2 separate regions of the Sus scrofa genome follow, and region 2 is linked to region 1. A link is a contact called in public HiChIP or PLAC-seq data. All regions are on one chromosome and are shown on one strand. Each heading gives the region's core, a stretch centred on a gene start, on an enhancer-like site or on the middle of the called end of the contact. The rest is flanking DNA. Distances are from core to core; before and after follow the strand shown.

The links. HiChIP or PLAC-seq counts read pairs in DNA pulled down with a chosen protein or histone mark.
Region 2: a contact with region 1 is called in an H3K27ac HiChIP or PLAC-seq map of alveolar macrophages. The contact joins the promoter of DCAF4 here to the promoter of RBM25 in region 1. A contact is called at or near these places in 1 of 5 promoter capture datasets (liver), 5 of 47 Hi-C or Micro-C datasets (embryonic fibroblasts, heart right ventricle, liver and 1 more) and 1 of 2 datasets of contacts at active chromatin or transcription factors (alveolar macrophages).

The regions. Positions count from the first base shown.
Region 1 is chr7:96,405,303-96,408,144 of Sscrofa11.1, reverse strand. RBM25 (RNA binding motif protein 25) reads right to left here and starts at 1,483. Exons shown (of 13, transcript NM_001243829.1): 1 at 1,307-1,483.
Region 2 is chr7:96,287,010-96,290,028 of Sscrofa11.1, reverse strand. It overlaps DCAF4 (DDB1- and CUL4-associated factor 4), which reads right to left and starts at 1,269. Exons shown (of 14, transcript XM_001928868.4): 1 at 1,118-1,269.

The DNA of each region.
Region 1 (2,842 bases), core at 234-2,733:
ACTGGAAAATGTTAGAGTCAGGGTCAGCCTCCTATGTCACTTTTGAAAATCCTCAAATAACAAGTAACAGTCAATAGGGATTAAACACTTACTAGGTTAGTTGGGCACTGCACTAAGGACTTTACATACGGTTTTCTCAATTAATTCCCAATCCCAATAATCTATGAGGTGGATAATAGTTAATAATCTTCATTTTACAGGTGAAGAAAACCAAGGCTTTAAGTTAAATTAAGTAGAATGGCACAGTATCTAACTTAATCGTGAGGAACTGATGACCAACTGAATGTCTTTGTAGGCCTTTGAATATTTTTAGAAATTAAAGCTCTCAAAACAATATAAAAATTGTTTATAAACTACTGCCAACTACCCAAATTCACAGTACTTCAAACTAGAGCAGTCTGGTGCAAGAGAAGTCCAATCTCCTCCCCCCTTTGGATCTGCTCCACTCTGTCCAATATTAAAATGGCTCTTCCATGGCTATATAAATCCATACTACATAACTTCGAAATAATCTTCACACTCCTATAACTATTTCGAAAAAACGCATTTAAAAAGTAGTACTGAAGAGCAAAGAAGGACGAGAACTAAGTAACGTATTTTAATGTGGAGCTTGGTCATCCCTGAGAATCAATGGGGATACAGTTTACGGGAACCTCCAGTGGAGGAAGGGGGCAGGACCACAACACTCATCACAATCTTAGACAGGCAAACCAACCAAGGGAGTGCTAGAAAAGGTGAGCAGTAGCTAAATTCTGGGCGGGGAGAGGGGGAGCAGTTCACTCGGTGGCGGGCTTTAGATGACCAAAGGGGAAGGGAAAGAAATCAGTTGGTGACCAGCTCCTCGCTGAAAAGGGTGGGTGCTGGCCGGCTTCTAGGCAGAGCCCGGTGCAAACCTATCCCAGGCCCAGAATATCTACCGTAGGGCTTCCGCAGGCTCGGGTTAGAAAGGGACCAAAGAGACGAGCTCCCCAGGGGCCGACCGATCGTTTTGTGGTAAACGTGGAGCCCAGAATGGGCCGAGGCCACTCTGTGGCGGGCCGTGAAAAGGAAAGTGAGGAGCAATGCAAGGAGGAAGGCTCTGGCAATAGGTCCGGCGTCCCCAGGCTACAGCTGGGCCCACTGGTTTTCGAGGCCTTAGAGAAGTGGAGAAACCTAAGCCTCGTGCCCGTCCCCTCCCCCACCCAACCCCCCCCCCAATCCCCATCCCACCCGGCCTTTTCGCAGCCTCCCCGGCGGCTTTCCCTTCTCCGCCAGCCAAACTACCCCGTCTCCCGGTTTCCACACGCGTTGAGAGGCGTGAACTCACCCGCCGCTGAGAAAACGGTACTGTCTTCGCGGCCTTGTGGGCCCCAGGTTACGAGTGGGCTCCACCGGTTCGAGGTTTCTGCGCACCGCTCGCCGGGAGATTGGTTCCGAGACTCCTACTCGCACAGGCCGCAAACACAGCCGCGCAGCGCGGGGAGCTTCTGGAGGTCTTCCTATTGCCCGGCGTGCACTGCGGCTGAGGGAGTGGAGAGGAAGATCATAGAGAGGAGCGTTCTAGATAGTCTTCACTGTAGGCTCTGAATCAGCGGCGAACAACCAAAGAGAAGGCGCGCCTAGTGAGGGCTAGAAAGGCTTAAACTGTAAATTAAGACCCACCCTGCCATTTTTGATTGGAGCTGATTGAATCTTATGATTAGGCGACGCCATCTTGAGGTCAAGGTTCCGGCTGGACCCTGCCCGAGGACTGTTAGAGGATTTCTCGATTTTTGTAGTTTGTGTTTCGAGGTTAGAACCTTGTTTTGTGGCTCACTGAAGTTCGATGGACTGATAACCCAGCACCTCCGTAGAAACCCCAAGTGTTAATGTTTCCTTAGAAAACAGCTACTCTTGATACCAAGAGATAGGGCAAGGGGTGATTTTTTTTCAAAAAATGGAAACACACACACCTCCAATACACAGCTTTCGCGCCCTAAACGAGCCAAAAAACATTGCTTGAAATTCCTGAAACGGCCTTTAAATTTAATACAGCTTTCATTCTGTAATGTAAACGTGCTAAAAAGATTATTAAACTAATGGAAATGAACTAATCACAAAAGATTAGGTTCTTCAGTTGATGGACTGTATGGTTAGTATCTATTTACAGGCCTTTGTTTCCTAACTGCTTACTTCTCAGAAGGATTATAATTTATTCAGTATGCAGTCATTGTCTCCCTTAAGTGCCTGGTGCTGGAAATATGGAGGTAAATAGGAGTGATGTTGTTGTTGTTTGGAAGAGCTGCAAACAAAGCAGAAGAGGTGACAGACTCTGACTACTGCCTATAAAATTGATCCTACCTACACACTCCCCACCTGCGTTTCCTGTTTAATTTTACTCTATAACACTTACAACCATCTACTCTATCATTTTCTTATGGTTTGTCTGCCCATATGCCACTAAAATGTAAACTTAAGGAGTGCCAGTATTGTCTGTTTTGTTCACTCCTGAGTTTCCCCGGTTCCAAGAACAACGCCTGATACATAGCAATAAATATATAGCTGATTGAAAGAAACGAATATACACCGGTATCAACAGAACATAAAATGCAATGGGAGGGAGTACCCGTCATGGTGCAGCAGAAACGAATCCAACTAGGAACCATGAGGTTGTGGGTTGAATCCCTGGCTTCACGCAGTGGGTTAAAGATCCAGCATTGCTGTGAGCTGTGGTGTGGGTCGCAGATGCGGCTCAGATCTGGCGTGGCTGTGGCGTAGGCCGGCGGCTATAGCTCTGATTAGACCCCTAGCCTGGGAACCTCCATATACTGCGGGTGTGGCCCTAAAAAGACAAAAGACAAAAAAAAAAAAAAAAAAGCAATGG
Region 2 (3,019 bases), core at 20-2,519, 120 kb after region 1:
AAGTGAGAAACATCCTAAATATCTAGCAGCAGATGAATTAAGACACTACTGGACTGTAGCGTGGAAAATGCCAACGCCACTGATTTGGAAAACCCAACATAAAACGGCCCCTTACAGGGGGCTTGCTAGGCCCACCCTGAGTTGATACTTCTAAACTCTACCTTACAAGTGAGGATTGGAGGACTAGGCACCGGACCCAGAAAGACATAGTATTTGATGGGAAAGGAATTCCACCCCTGCTGGTCTGGCCTCGGGGCTTCATCACCCACACATACCACCTCAACTACAATTTCCAGCTACTTAAAACTAGAGTTTGGGGCTTTGGAATTTTGATTCCTCCTATTAGTTGTCATCTCCATTTTTTTTCCTTCTTGCTGTCTGATGCACAGGACAAAGGGCTAGGGACGGTCCCATGCCTGTCCAGGGGAAGGGGGTGTCATGTTTTCTGAGGTCAACTGGAGGCTTCCCAGACACCGCGAACGCCAAAATGGAAGGGGAGACTTGATCACCAGCGCGGCTCGGTGCGGAGGTGAAATCGGGAAGCTTGGGTTCATCCGGCGGCTCCACCGCTCATTAGTTCGTGAGTTACCTCGGATAAGTGACAACCTCTCTAGGGCTCTTTAGTCTAAGGTACTTCCACCCACCTCACAGAGCTGGTGTATAGAAAGCTTAGTGCTTGTAAAGCGGTCAGCAGAGCCCAGCACTCAGGCGCCCATGTTCGCTGCTATACTGACCTGCCTGAAAAAGTTCTCAACCTGAACTTTCAGGTAAACCGCCAACAAGCGCCCGCAGCCCAGCCACTGACAGGTTGTTGGGTGGCACGTTGACTTCAGGATTTAGAAAAACGCTCCTTCACGTCAGACTCCAGCGGCGACACTCAGAGTTCCCCTCCCACAAGGCAAGCGAGCTCCACGCGCGCACCAATCCCACCCGGCGGGAGCTCGCCGGCCCAGCCCCCCACCCACGCCACGGTCAGGCCGGCGTTCCACGTGCTCTGCTCCTCCCCGCCCCTTTCTCGGGCCTTCCCCCCACGCCCTATCCCTCCCGAATTCTGTCGCGGGAGCAGCAGCTGGCCCCGGACCAACGCCAACGATCACTCCAGTCAGCTCAGACTTACTTGATCAGAGGGTCCCTTCCGGCTCTCCCTCGGGCCCAGGATCAGCAGAAGTGGGGACTAAGCGTGCAAGGACCCGGAAAGACCGAGGCGTAGCGTCCGCCAGTTAGTTGCGTCGGTTTTCATGTTGTCGCAGCGGATAGGGCCTTGGCGGCCGCCCCTTCCTTCTCATTGGACACGTCTTCTGACTGTCTATGGCAATAGGATGGATCTCAGGGAGGGGGCGGGGATTGAGGCCTCGGCTCCGCCCCAGACCTGGCTGGGAAGCTGAGAATCGGCGGCAGGCGTGACTGGGCTCGGCGCTTTTGGGGCGGGGCCATGCACGTTTGGGGCGGGACCTCGCGCGTTTGGGGCGGGGCCGGGCGTGCTTTGGGGCCGGGTCCGACCCGCGGGCGCGGGAGCCTTGAGTTCAAACCTAGGGCGCTCTGAGGCTGCCTCTTCCGAAGCGGTGGGTACCTCGCCCAGCACCGGGTATTTTCTCTGTCCAAGCCGGTTGATCCAGCTCAGGAAAGTCCTCTTGCCGCTCTGGACCACTGTCTATAAACCTGAGACTTAGGGAGGAGGAAGGATTTTGGAGAGGGCGAAGGAGGCTCTGAGGTGAGTGAGAGAAAAAGGAACAGGTGTTGACGTGTGTGTTCATGACCTCTGGTCGCTGAGGCTGCTGACCCTTGATCTGCGTGGCTTCAAGGTGCAGAGGAGCGTGCCCTGAATTTCAGTCAGGAGATCTTGGTTCTGGGTCTAGTTCTGTTTCCTTCTTGCTGTGACCTAGGGCGAGTCTTTTCCCTTTCTGGGCCTTGATTTCTTCTGTTGAAACAAGGAAAGTCGATCAAACGTTGTGATATTCTCTCTAGCGCAGTTTGTTCATACGACGAATATTTCCAGAAGGGTCTCTGCGTGTGCTCGTTCTCGGAATCGCTGACAGCGGTCAGATCCGAAAGGAAAATGGAAGCCTGTGGTGGGCATTTGACGGGAAGTGACAGTTTTGTGAGGAAAGCTGCGTTCAAATGGGCCAGGCTTGGTTGTCGCCAGGAGCCGGCCTGGCACACCTTGTGCCCTGTTAACCCAGGCCCCTGTGAGTGGCGGGATCCATCAGAAAATAGGTTGTGGGGTTTATCAGTTGTACCCATGTGTGAAAGCATTTCATTCAATAACAAGGAAGGTAGAATGTCGCCTCTCAAGAATTTTATATAAAAAAGGGTGTGGAATGGGAAGAGATGATGAGAAGCCAGGACAGCCAGAATAAAGGACAGTTTCATGAAGCTTGAGCTGCCTGGAAGAGAAAGCAGAGAAATTCTAAGCTAAACAAGCTGACTGGACGCTTGTTGAAGGAATAGTGAGGCGTTCGTTTTGACTGCACCGGAGGGGAGTCTTGGAAGCAAAACAGGCAGAAAAGTTGGGTCAAATGTCAAGGGTAAGGAGCTCGCAGAGGGGAGCCTCTGAAGGTTTGAGAGTTGGGGAGTGATAAGACTAGAGCTTTGCTTTGTGGCAATCACCTGGGCAGCTCTGGAGAAGACTCTGGAAAGATTGGGGAAGTCAGCTGAGCCTTCTTAGAAGCATATTGCAGCCTCAGTCCCTGTGAAAGATAGGGCTGAACCAGAGTGGTGGCAGCTGGAATGGAAAAGAGGGGCCAGACTTTTTTCAGAGCTGGGGACCATCTGGGAGACCTGAGGAACTCTGTGGGAGGAGTCAGTTGGGATTCCTTGCTGAAGAGCTAGAGGAAGTCAGAAGGAGTTGGCTTGGTGGTGCTGAATGAATGAGTGGCAAACCGCCTACCTGCACACTTTCTTGAATATTCACTGGGGGAACTGGGGTGTAGGCACAGGATATGCCTTGGGGCCCGTAGGAGGCACACCAAGAAAAAAGATTTAAGAATATTTGCAAATCAATGCACAAAGGAAGCTGGGC